Linked DNA regions of Mus musculus: region 1 is linked to region 2. The links are chromatin contacts, called in public Hi-C maps. All regions are on one chromosome and are shown on one strand. The core of a region is the stretch at or near the end of the contact, and the rest is flanking DNA. Distances in the headings are between cores, read along the strand shown.

Region 1 (6,221 bases), core at 3,126-5,625, 250 kb after region 2:
TTCCGCAGCACAGGTTCCTACATCTTGACATAGATGCAGGGCTCATTAGCAGCCTGAGAATGCCAAGGGCTTCTGACAGTTGGGGGGATTCTGCCCAGTGTCCCTCAGCCTCATTTATAGATGACTCATCTCCTGGGATTGTGTTAAAGGCGTGCTTTTCATGGAGTCTCAGTAGTTGCCCAAGTCACTCAGTGGAGAGTAGAGATACCTCTGTAGTCCAAGACTGGCCTGTTTTTCACATCATTGCTTTTTAATGGCAACTTTATGGCCTTTTTGTTGGCCGTCTTCCAGTTATAGGAGTCTAATTACTTCCTGTTCTAGTTTGCCTCTGTCTCTGTTGCTGTGATAAAACACAAAGGAACTTCTGGGAGGAAAAGTTTTATTTCAGTTTAACACTCTCAGGTATCAGTCTCTCCCTGAGGGAAGTCGTCGGGAACTCAAGAACCTAGAGCAGAAGCCATGGAGGACTCTTGTTGGCCAACTTGCAGTCTGAGCTACTGTTCTTTTATAGCCCTAGACCACCTACCGGGGAATGGCACTGCTACAGTGGACTGCATCCATCTATATCAGTCAGACAAAAGAATTCCTCTCAGACCTAGCCATAAACCAACTGTTAACAACAGCTCCTCACTCTGGGGTTTCCCTGTAGATGACACTGGGCTGTATGAAGTTGACAGTTAAGGCCAGTTGGCACCACCCATGTGAAAGTCCCATTCCCTACCAGACTAGTTGATGCCCTTGTGCATTTGGGCTCTATCCAGGCTACAGACACTCTACTGGCTGCAGCCACCTGCCTTCTCGTGGACCTTGAGACTGCTGACTTAGCTTAGTCTGTGTCAGACATACCTGCCCCAAGGATGTTATGAAAAGCAAAATGATGTTTGGAAAGGCTCTGAAAGACAGGGACACCCAGTAAAGCAGCAGTTGATCCTAATGATGCTTACAATATGCGACTGTGAGGAGAAGGACAGATTTGGGGCAGAGGGAATAGAGAGAAAGCATACATCCAGAGAACAGGTACCGAAATGTCTCTGGCATGGAACCAGAACCGAAGGCACGAGGCTGTTTCTGTGTGATCGGATCTGTTGGCCAGGTCCTGTGTTAGCTTTGGACTCTGAGCATGTGTTCAGAGTTGAGAGCACAGGAGATTGACTGGTCCATTGACACCTATAAAAAGTTGCTCTTTGTCCCTTAACCTTTACGAAAGGAAAGATCATTGTTTGGTGAAGCTGCCTAAAAATGTAGCCATTGTAACTCCACAAGATGCCAAAGAATTGACTGCAGAGCTAGAGAGGGATTGACCGGTGAATCATAGCCTCCATTTCAGGATTCTGAGTTGGCTTCCTGGCTCCACGTGCTGGCAGCATTCAGTATATGACAGTGTGAATCGTCTGGATTCTTGTAACTCCTTCCTCACAGAGCCCTGTTGATGTAGATATCCGTGTCTGAGAGATACCCAAGTTCGCACTGCCAGTGTGTCACTTAACATTTTCCCAGTACGTCTGACAGAGGCACTTGATCCTTCCTGCCTGCTAGCTGCAGGTAGTGGCGTTATGGGGCACCTTTTCTGCCCAGACCCCATCCATGGCCACTCAGTTCTAAATTTCAGCCTGGTTCTTGCTGACAGTGGATAAAAGAATTATGGGTTCAGAGAGCAGTGAGAGAGGTCAAGGGAGAGCTGGGCGTGCAGTGAGTGTGAGTCAAGGTTGGGCTGGAAGATGGTTCTATGGTTCAATTGAGTCCCAGTCTCCAGATTCTCTGAACTGAGCTCATGCCCATGACCTTCAGAAACAAAGATTGTAACAAATGTACCCAACTTGATGATTCTGGGCCTGTTTGTCTATAGATAGCAGAGCCTAGACGTGTAATAACAATTTAAATAACTGCTTAAAGTAATTTACTTAAAATAGCTTAAAATAAAAATTTAGAAAACCCTTCCCATTTGAGATTAGAAATGAATAAGTTACCTCCATTTAAAATAAGGGCTAGAGACTAAATTAAGATAAAATCCCCTATAAGGCCTGTTTCTGAGCCCTGTTTGTGGACGCAGAAGGTGTTGTTTGATCTTTTTCAGAATTACTGTTTCTGTTTGTGAAAGTTCCAAGCTTGTGGGCATCATCCTGTTACCAGTAGATGACCTTATGCTTTCATATAGGCATATTTACACTTGCACTTTCTGTATTTGAAAAGTAATTCCATACTGTGTATGTGTGTATGTGTAATGAGATGACAGGCACCTCAGGAGCCCTGTCACAGAACGTGGTGTGAGCTAGGTCATTCCAGCTGCTGCCTGCAAATGTAACTGCTAACCTTCTCACCTAACGTGCCTCATCACCCTCGCTTCTGTGAGCCTCCTTCTAGTGATCATTCTGCCCTCCCTTTGCCATCAGACACTTCAGGTGAAGCTTCTTTAAAGGTTTCAACCTGGGTAACATGAACACTGCCAGAGTATACTAAGCAGGAAAGTCTAGGGCACCAAGAAAGGATAACTCTTTAAGGAAAAGGGATTTTTGGTAGAGAGGATGCTGAAAGACTCATCTTAGTTACTTCCCAGTTGCTGTCCTAAAACACCATGACCAAGGCACCTTACAAAAAGAAAGCATTTAGTTGGAGCATGCTTGCAGTTTCAGAGGTCTAGTCCATTGTCATCATGGCAAGAAGCGAGGAAGCAGGCAGACTAGCACAGCACTGCAGCAGTAGCTGAGAGCTCACATCTTGAGACAACAATCAGGAGATGTCGAAAGGGAGGCTAACTAGGAATGGTGTGGGCTTTGGAAAGCTCAAAGCCCACCCCAGTGACACGCCTCCTCCAACAAGGCCACACCTCCTAATCCTTCCCAAACAGTTCCACCAATACATGAGCCAGTGGGGGCCATTCCCACTCAGATCCCTGCAGCTCCCATGGGAAGACGGATCATGATTCAGAACTCTACAGGGTGGACTTACAAATCACTCTTAGAACAGAGCAAGCCAAAGAGATATGCTGCCCAGCATCCAGCTGGGAGGTGGTGCCATCCTGCTTTATGGCTTTGAAAAAATCACATGTAGCTCACGTTCTGTCAACTTACTCCATTGTTATTTTTGTTGTAACATTCTCATTAATTCGCACATATTGCTCTGTTCTCTGTGTGATTTTTTTTAAGGTTAACTGTTCTTGCAAATAGTTAACCAATCATTTCAAAGTCAGTGCCGCTTTTAATGTGAAACTCTCTTTCTCTCTCTCCACTTGTTTACACCACCACCCCCATTCTCGTAAGTGGCACTTTGAGGTTTTCCTTTCTCCTGTTTTATAAGAATTGATTGGTGCTTTATTGATCTCCGTAGCTTCTGGAAAGGTGAAAATTGAAGGGGTGGGTGTTCTTTGTTGTACATATCTAAGAACAACTGCTCACCTTCCCTTAACATCCATCGTCTTATCTTGTTCATCAACACTAAGAACTGTTACTGGGCATTTTAATGAGTGTCCTGGAAAATGAATCTTTACCAGTTACTTTCTTCGGTCTTGGGACTTGCAGTGAAATGTGGGATTTTCCAAGTCTCTCCCTGCCAGAATACAATGAAGACGGGTGTTATATGGGCTACTAAGTAGGCTTCTATAACTGTCTAAATTCTTGAAGAATATGAGCAGTTTAGAGAAGGTTTCCTACAAGGTGTTTAGCTTGGCCTTCGTATGTGAACGCCTTGAGGTCCTATGAGGAGGCTATGTGGCCTGTGCTGCCCTTGGAGAGTCTGATCAGAGGTGGGGCTCATCCTGTGCTGCCTGTTACTCAGCACGGAAGGAAGAAGGAAGAAACACTGCTGGGAACGTTGCGGACCATCCTTTCTTATCTTCTCTTACAGAGTGTAGCCACCAGTGAGTTAGGTAAGGTCCTGGGGTACTAAACCAGGGTCATATCATTGCTCGGACACTGTAAGAGAGAATGCTTTGTGGTGGGGATGTTCCTGCATATTCAAACTTGCTAACAGTACATTATTTCATTAGCCATTTTGTTAACCATCATAAAGGCTGTTGTGGCATAAAGTAAGTTTGTCCATGCAAAGCATCATATGTCTTGTCTGGCGTACAGCCTGTGTTCAGTGTGTGTTAGTCACTGTCACTGTGGTGGTGTACAGCCTGCGTTCAGTGTGTGTTAATTGTCACTGTCCCTGCCACAATGCTTTGAGTGAGAAGAGGCTCTCACCCAGCTCCCTGCATTTACTGAAACTTAACGGTTATTCAAAACCTCATGACTGGCTTTCTCCGAGGAATGCCTTGTGAAGATCACTCTCCCACATCCGTTTGCAGGACTGGCCTCACAGCTAAGTTCTGTGTAGACTGATCTTATCTCCGAGAATGACTTCTGTGAGGATTGCTGACTGTGGACCGCCCAGCCTGACCTCAGGGATTCACACTTACATGTGACCTGGCCTATCTGGCAGACAGTTGTCACCATAGTACTTGGTGCTGTTTCCATATGATACACACCCACAACCCTCTCCTTCTCTGATGTCCTGATATTAATAACATGTTAGCGGATTTTTTAAAAATTATTTCAATCTATTTGCTTTCTAAGAGCACATCGTATACCTGTGTGAATGTATGAAGTTTTCTTGAATGTATATTCAACTTAAATTAACATTTTCCCATTTTTGATTTACTTTATTTTATTGAAAAAAAATTCATGGATATATTCTGATCATGCTCCCTCTTTCTCCAACTCATCCAAGATCCTTCCCACCCATTCAAGAGAATTCTCAAGAACTCCATGCCCGTCCCCCCTCTCTCTAATACAAACAGGCAAAACACTAAATCAGAAACTATAAAAGACAAATACAAGACAAATAAGATAAAAAAAAAACTCCCAAATAAATCAATATGAGACCAAAGTCTACGAAAATTCCCTTGGGTTTGTTTTGTGTTAGCCTCTGCTGCTGGGCATTGTGCCTGTCCTGAGGTGTGTCCATTGCACATAGCTTCTTGCGTAGCGGAAGCCCACAGCTACTTCCCCAGCTCAGCACTAGCACTAGGCAGACTTGCTCCCATTGCTGGAAATGGCAGCTATCTGTGGCTGAGGGTTTAGTTGAGGGCAGTTCGTTTGCCAGTGTTTACACATGTCCTCTCCAGAGTGGAAGTTCCAAAAGGGAGTGCCCGAAGGAGTCCCAAGCTTAGCCCAAAAAAAAGCCAAGTAAGATTAAAGGTTTACAAAATGCCATTGAGTTTATGTTGTTACCCAATGACTCCTGGGCATGGGCCGGCCCTAAGGTGTAGTAATGTACACACCGAGACTCCACTGGAGAAGACTAATTTGTCCTCTGCAAGTGGCTGTCACTTGCAGATAGCTCCTTGGTTAGGGGTGGAGGTTGTGTCAACATCTCCCCTCTGACTTGAACCTCTGAAGGTACTATGCACGCTGCCGCTGCCGCTGTACTAGTTCCTGTGTACTGCTGGAGGAAGTTTCTCTAGGGATTGCTGAGCAAGACACTGATCTATGATTATAACACGTCATTAGGAGTTATTACTATATTCCTTTAGCAGAATAGTAATTTCATGAATTTATGAATAGCAATTTAAGTGAAGCTCAAGTTTCTACTCACTGAGATACATAAGTAGTGCCTTTAGCAATAGGACTTTGCCTCTTGTTTGCTGAAGGCAATCAGTGAGCCTTGGCAGTAGCCCAGAATGTTTGAGCGTCTCCACAGTGTCCCTTGACCAAAGAATCAACTAAATATAACCCATCCCTGACACTGGAAGCTTCACTTGCTGGTGAAAGATATCTGTCTGGGGCATCTGTTCCCTGTCATTTGGCAATTCCATGTAGATTTCTCTCATGTGTGTATACATCTTAGGAATAGTCTACAGCACTAGATTAAGTAGCTTTTATAAATGGTCCAGAGAGTTAAAAAAAATCCTGCATGTTTTAGGTTAATAGTGGCAAGTGCTTCTGAAAGAGTTTGATTAAGAGGCCATTTAATCTGTGAGACCACATATAGACAGTTTGGGGCTTTGACATGTAACCATAGATATGTAATTTAACAGTTCTCTTATTCTTTAGCAAAAAAACTATAATGTCAGTGGGGAAATTTATTAATAAAAATCTGTAATAACTTGTAATGTTTATAAAATAGTCACCTATTTTGTATGATTAAAAGTACAAATAGTTAACATGCCAACGGCATCATAAGTCAAACACTGGACCACATCTTTGGATTTTTTTTTTATTTCCTCTGGATTTTATAGAAAA
Region 2 (6,660 bases), core at 4,075-6,574:
AAAGAGCATCTCCCACACGTAGGGGACACGGGGTGAGTCCACTGTTGGTAAATATCATCCCACTTGTGTCTCATGCCGGTTAAAGGTTCCTTATCACTCGAAAGTGAGTGTCTACTGCTCACTGCCCCGCAAGTTCTACCTTGGAGTTGACTGTAGTACTGTTGTCCTCAAACGAGGACAAATGGGGCCGGCTACCTAATACTCCACACTGTAAGCAGTTTAAAGATACTCTTTACTCTCTTGTGATGGAAGAGGAGGCACTCCTAAATGCTATTAGTACATTTGGAAATAAAAATAAAAGCTAAAAGCCTAGCATTGTACACTTAGGGTTTTACTCTTTCACTCTTTTCTTATATCATTTCCCATATTTGGGTAACTGCAGCAACTGGAAGCCAAGGGATAGTCAGGAGGACCCAGGCTCAAAATATCTGTCTGCATGTTCAGTCTGCTAGGTGTATGAGCCGAGCAGGTATGGACAGAGGAATTACTTAACTAGGGATTAAAGATCTACTAGCTTTTCTAGCCATCTCCATTGAAGAGAAGAGAGAGAAGAGAAGAGAAGAGAAGAGAAGAGAAGAGAAGAGAAGAGAAGAGAAGAGAGAAGGGGAGGGGAGAAGGAGAAAAGGAAGGGGAGGGAGGGAAGGGGAGAGGAGAGGAGAGGAGAGAAGAGGAGAGGAGAGGAGAGGGACCAACCAATCATACTGCATATGATGGCAATGTGGTAGTTTGAACCTGTACATTTGAATATTCAGTTCCCCTACTCACCCATTGGTGGAACTGTTTGGGAAGGATTGGGATGTGTGGCCTTGTCAACAAAAGTGTGTCATGGATGTGCGGGAGGGTAGGGGTGGGGCTTTAAAATTTCAAAGGACTCAAGCCATTTTGAGCTGGTTCTCTCTGCCTTCTGCTTGCGGTTTGAAATGTGAGCTCCCAGCTGCGCTTGCCACCAAGCCTCTGCCCCACCATCATGGACTCTTGCCCCCTGGAACTGTAAGCCCAATGAACAGCTTCCTTTCCTAAGTTGTCTTGGTCATGGTACTTTATCACAGCAATAGAAAAGTAACTACAAATGTGTTTACTGGCAGTGGGGCCTTTAGAATAGACCAGAGCTGCCAATCTGTTTCTGTGTGATATTGTTCTCCCTTGGATCCTGGGTGTCCACTTGAGAGGCAGACACTATCAGTGCTGATGACAAGTGAGGTTGGTAAGAGAATTAGAAGTGCTGCCCAGCCCTTGACAAGCCCTCCACAGCTTTAGCTGTGGATGTTAGATATTATCACGTGTCATTGGCCCGCACTTGCCTTTCTAAGAAATTGGATGTTTGAGGCAGAAAGAATGCAAGAGTTCTGGAATTCGCTTTATAATGAAGTTATAGACACAGCCTGAGCTGTGTGCGGGGCCTCTGGTCTCTTACCTATTCTATGAATTTTCTTCTACCTGGTTTCTCATGAGACTCTGGTTTGCAGCAACCAGTGCAAAACAATCGCAGCATCTTTCTGTGTGTGCTCTATGAAGCTGCGTGAAACAAAGATGATCTCCCCAGGAGCATCCTCTGACAGGTTCGGATGTCAAGACTGTATGCGATTCATGCTTGCAGAAGAGAAGTGTGCATTGCTTGAACAGAGAGTCTTCTGGCCAATCCCATAATTGGGCTCAAGAGGCAATGAGGACACCTGGTCCTAATCTGCTGCTGTCTCCACTCAGCCCAGAGAAGTTGCAAATTCCTCCCTGCCTCCTATGTGCATTTTCACGGGTCATCAAAAAAGGACATCTTCCTCATCCTGCTCCACCTTCTAGCTTTCGTTCTAACAAAGTTCTGCCCTTTTCTCTGGCCCATCCTTGTGCCTTTTCCCCCCATCCACCAAACATGTATTTAGAGCCTTTCAGTCCTCCTCCAAATCCTCAAATAACCCTCTCTCCATCTTCAACTTCTATCTCCCCAGAAACGTGGTCATGGCTCTTACAAATCCATGTGCCCTCAGCCTTCTCGGGTGGCTACTTTCCTTCACAATTTTCAGTGAAGTTCAGGGTTAGAAAGGCCCCAACCCACTGCCTTCTGCCTGTGGTCTCTTGTAAAGAAAAGTGTCTTGACTCCAGATTATCCCGACAATTAGACGCAGTCCTCGTTTATGGTCCAATCAGGAAATCGATGGCTTTGGCGATTAGCCCAGCATCCCCTCTTAACCTCGACATTTCTATATGCCTGCCATTATTCTGAAGACTCTGCTGGCCTGGCTGGCCTCTCAGCTCTATGGTCTACTGGCTCACACATCCCTCTGACTGACTCCCTCGGTTTTATTTCCACATTGTGTGCCTTCTCGTGACCTGAGGTTTTGCTGGAGGCCCAGAACCTTTGCAAATCTATGATTGCACAACCCTATGCTGCAATTACAATGTCTTTATAAAATGTTCAATTATTTTATCTGTAAGTAATCACCCACCTTGTCAGAACAGCCCATCCCTGGACTCCACTACTTCTTATTTTCACCAGTGTCTCCCCGAATTTATATATCCCTCCCAGGCAAGCTGGGGGTTAGCAGCCCACAGCTTCAATTATCCTCTTGCCAAATCCTAACATTCTTTTGCTATAATCGCCAGACCAAAAATAAATAAATAAATAAAAATATCAACCTCAGAACAAGTTCATGCCTATATTTTCTCCCTGTTCTCGAGTTGCCACAATTGCAGGCAATCATATGATAACAACGTAAAAACAGCTATCGGGATAAATTCCTGACATCCATAACCGAGGGTAGAGGAAGCGAGACTGCACTAACAGACACAGAGTTAGAGATGTGGTAGGCAAAGGAACATCAAATGCAAAGGCTTGACAGAGTGCAAGCATGTGGCTTGCCTATGCTGTACTTCCAGAATAGGCTGTCAGGGACTCTCTGTTGGTCTCAACCACACTGGAGCTTTGGCTATGAAAGGATCCATTTCAGCTGAAGAGCCACAGCCACGGCAGCAGAGCTATTCCTGTTTATCTTCCACTAGTCAAAGAAATTCAGGAAACCTTTTATGAATCCAAGGACTGGAGAGAAATGTCATCTCATTACTTAGCAGAAGTGAGGATCAAGTACAGTCGGTGACTGCTGTCACCCCTCAGCCTCAGTTATTCCTGGGATTCCTAGTATGTGACTGCATTCAGGGCTTCCTCTCCTATGCCCTCTCCCTTTATCTCCTCTCCTGTCTCCTCTCCCTTCCCCTCATCTCCTCTCCTCTCCCCTCCCTTCTTGTCCACTCTCCTCTCCTCTCCCCTCATCTCCTCTCTTCCCCTCCTCTCCTGTCTCCTGTCTCCTCCCCCTCCTTTCTCTTTCCTCTCTCCTATGTATCTCCTCTCTCCCCTCTCTCTCCTCCTCTCTCTCTCCTGTCTTCTGTCTCTTGATACTCTCCTTTCTGTCTCCTCTCTCTCCTCTCCTCTCCTCTCCTCTCCTCTCCTCTCCTCTCCTCTCCTCTCCTCTCCTCTCCTCTCCTCTCCTCTCCTCTCTCCGCTCCCTCCTTTCCTCTCTCCTGTTTCCTTTCTTTCCCCTCTCTCCTCTCTCCTCCTTTATCCTCTTTCCTCTGTCCTCCTCTCCTTCACTACCCTCTCCAGTTATTTTTCACAACTCATGTTTGCCAAAGTCGGGAAGAGATTAAACTGTCCTTAGGACAGTGGCTGTGGGAATAGATCACCCAGTTGCTTCATCTGTACCGCCAAGACAGGAGAATTTGCCAACATGTGATGCTAAGGGGGCATAGAAAATAACAGAGAGTATATTTGAAAGGCATCATATCCATAAGTATGAACACATGGGACTATAAGTCGATTCTGTTATCTATTATTTCATTTACCTAACACATAAAACCCAGCAGAATGGAAATGTTCACATCATAATAGTTTAGAATTTAAGTCTTGGGGACAAACAGATTCTTTTTGTATACTTATTTACATAGTCCCAATGCCTACAATCAAACACATAGCAACTATTCTATAAACATTTGCCAATTATGGTAAGCTTTGTAGCTTATATGGAACAATTTGTAAGATCGCATTACGGTTGTATGGAATATGAAATATTTTTATCTAACTTCATATGTAAGGCACAATTGCCTGATTCTATGCACAGCTAAATATTTCTTCATTGCTCGTTATAAAATAAAGAATGTGTGTTGGGAAGTGTAGGGTGCTGGCAATCTCAAAGAAATAAGATCCCAAGTCCTACAAAATGACATTCCGGAACTACAGTTTTATTCACTGAGCTTTTCCTATTCTAAATGCTGTTCTAACTTAGAGCAGGTTTGTATATGCATAATAAAGTGTTATCATTATTATGGACTTAAAATGTATCATCCAACATATGGCAAATTTTAAAAAAATATTTTCATTAAATAGAGAGAGAGAAAGAGAAAGACTAAGCAGATGTTGTCTGGCATGTTAATCTAACAGAAAATACTAACAAGTTCTCCCTTTAAAAATAATTGGAGCATGACTCAGTATGTAGTCAACAAACTACGAGCCTTTCATTTTTATGTAACGTAGTTCATATCTTCATTTTATCAGAAAGCAGTAGTGTACACCAGTAGACCCATGGCCACCTGCCTGCGTGATTACACAATCACTGTGGGTTTGATCTTGGAAGCTAACTACTTTATTGATATTATTCCTTGAAAACATATACAACTCTGAGAATTCTTCAAACTTGTGAAGTTAGGAGGGATATATATATATATATATATATATATATATATATATATATATATCTTTCTGCAGAATATTCTTTGTATATTAGGGTTCCACTCAGAGTATCCATTTAATGCTATGTATCAAGTGACGGTCACAAATCAGCAGGTTTCTGGCAAGTTGCATAGAGAAGTGACAGTCATGTCACTGTATTTACAGAGGCAGACAGAGCCTTTGTGCCTCACAGCGACTCAGGGCAGCAGATAGCAAATAAACAGGGTTTACTGTGCTACAAAGACTCTTGAAGGCTCAGGGCTCTCTGTTGACCTCCATAGCTGAAATCAGTGAGATGCCTCGTTACGCCTCCTGAGGGCAGCATTTAATACCTCTCTGGACCCAGCCTCTTCATCAAAACCATGTCTCCTACTCCCTAACCTTAGCCTTAGGTGGAGTCTTGCTTCTGATCGCACAGCAAAGTGCAACTAATCTGTTAACGTGCACTTGATGTGTTCTCTTTCAACAACTCAAAACGTATTTGAGTCTCCGCTACCGGCAAAGGATAGACCAGGCTCTAGAGTAAAGAGAGCAAAGAAGCCGCTCTCTTTCTCCATTGCTAGCTGTAGCATCCGATAACATTCAATTTTAGATTTGTAAAAGCTTAACCAAAAGTAAGAAATAATTAACGAGAAGGCACTGCGAGGCTGCATGTTCAGCACTCCCAGACACACTAAGATCCATTGCTTGCATCGCAGACCAGAGTTGCAGGCTGTTGTCTGGCTGGTAACTTCCTGCAATTTCCAATTGGCACAGCGTGTTAGCAAATGGGAGACCAAATTCAGACTCATAGAGTTCACATAAAAATATAACGTCTCAGTTTCTGTGGTCACATCTGACTCTGTCAGCCCCTCATTCCTGGCACCCATTCAAGGTGCTGCGCGGTGGTACCTGTTCAAAGTTTGTCATGCTTCTCATCTGTCTGTCTTTATTCTTGCTACTCAAGGTGAGTCTTGGTGATTATTTGCCAACATGCTTGGAAAGCAACAGAGAGATGGGTTTTGCCATGGCTATAAGGACATAAAAACCATGTGCTGTGTTAACCGTCTGCTATTAGGCTATGACACCATTTGCTTCTCCTCTGTAAGCATCTGGGCTTAGGGATGCTTGTTTAGGAGGTAATAGGTATAAAGAACAAGATGGAAAGGAAAAATAAGGAAGAAGACATTGAAGAGAGATAAAAGTTATGTTATTAGATGGAGTGGTAGCTACTGGGAGAACCATCATGGGCTAAAAGCTGTGGTGGTTTGTGGGTAGAGGGTAAAAGTCAGAGAGAGAGAGAAGGGGGGGGAACCATCAGGAAACAAGGCATGAAGGTGAATTTGTGATGAAATCTTAAGTTCTAGAATGTAAAACATAATTCTGTATATGGAAATAATAATAATAAAAATAATAATAATTGTATAATATTATAGTTAATTATACATTATTAATCATCACTAAGTAAATTACTATTTCATGAAATCATTAAACAATAATTTATAAGTATATATTATTATAATTATAAATACATTTCAATATAAATTATATAATATATAACATCATGTTACATTATATTTTATGAATATTTATATTATATAAAATATATAATATAAAATATAATATATAAATGTAAATATATAATATATTCATATTAATTTAAATATAATATGAATATATAATTGTTATATATTATTTATCTATAAATTGATTATATATAATTAAAATAAGAATAATATCTCTGTCACATTGTTGTTGCTTGCTTTTTGTTTTCCCTTCAAAAGGGTATTATAGGTTGGTCTCCCAGTTCCTAGACTTGAGAGGTCCTCCCTCAAAGCTGAGACCACAGACAGACAACTCTGAGTGCTCCCTAACCTTTTGAGGGTTCCATCCTGTGGAAATCACTGGCTACTTTAATTTACTCTCTCACAGGTAAGGCTGGCACTCAGCACCACTCAGTACTGGGG

Evidence for each region. A called contact is a pair of places that touch in the nucleus more often than the background predicts.
Region 1: a Hi-C map of liver shows a contact between it and region 2, with 5 times the contacts expected there. The contact joins two enhancer-like sites. A contact is called at or near these places in 5 of 39 promoter capture datasets (embryonic stem cells, hippocampal neurons, liver and 2 more), 3 of 484 Hi-C or Micro-C datasets (Sertoli cells, liver and nephron progenitors), 1 of 115 datasets of contacts at active chromatin or transcription factors (embryonic stem cells) and 1 of 9 other capture datasets (embryonic stem cells).

The regions. Positions count from the first base shown.
Region 1 is chr17:64,742,671-64,748,891 of GRCm38.p6, forward strand. The region is part of intron 20 of Man2a1 (mannosidase 2, alpha 1); the gene reads left to right. Among named protein-coding and RNA genes, the nearest start is that of Dreh, 21 kb to the right of the region's middle. Within about 2 kb of position 4,376, at least 27 of the 459 cell types and tissues checked have an H3K27ac peak or open chromatin away from gene starts, as enhancers often do. A contact at or near this core is called in liver, where this site is marked.
Region 2 is chr17:64,494,452-64,501,111 of GRCm38.p6, forward strand. No RefSeq gene overlaps it. Among named protein-coding and RNA genes, the nearest start is that of Gm35098, 31 kb to the right of the region's middle. Within about 2 kb of position 5,325, at least 2 of the 459 cell types and tissues checked have an H3K27ac peak or open chromatin away from gene starts, as enhancers often do. A contact at or near this core is called in liver, where this site is marked.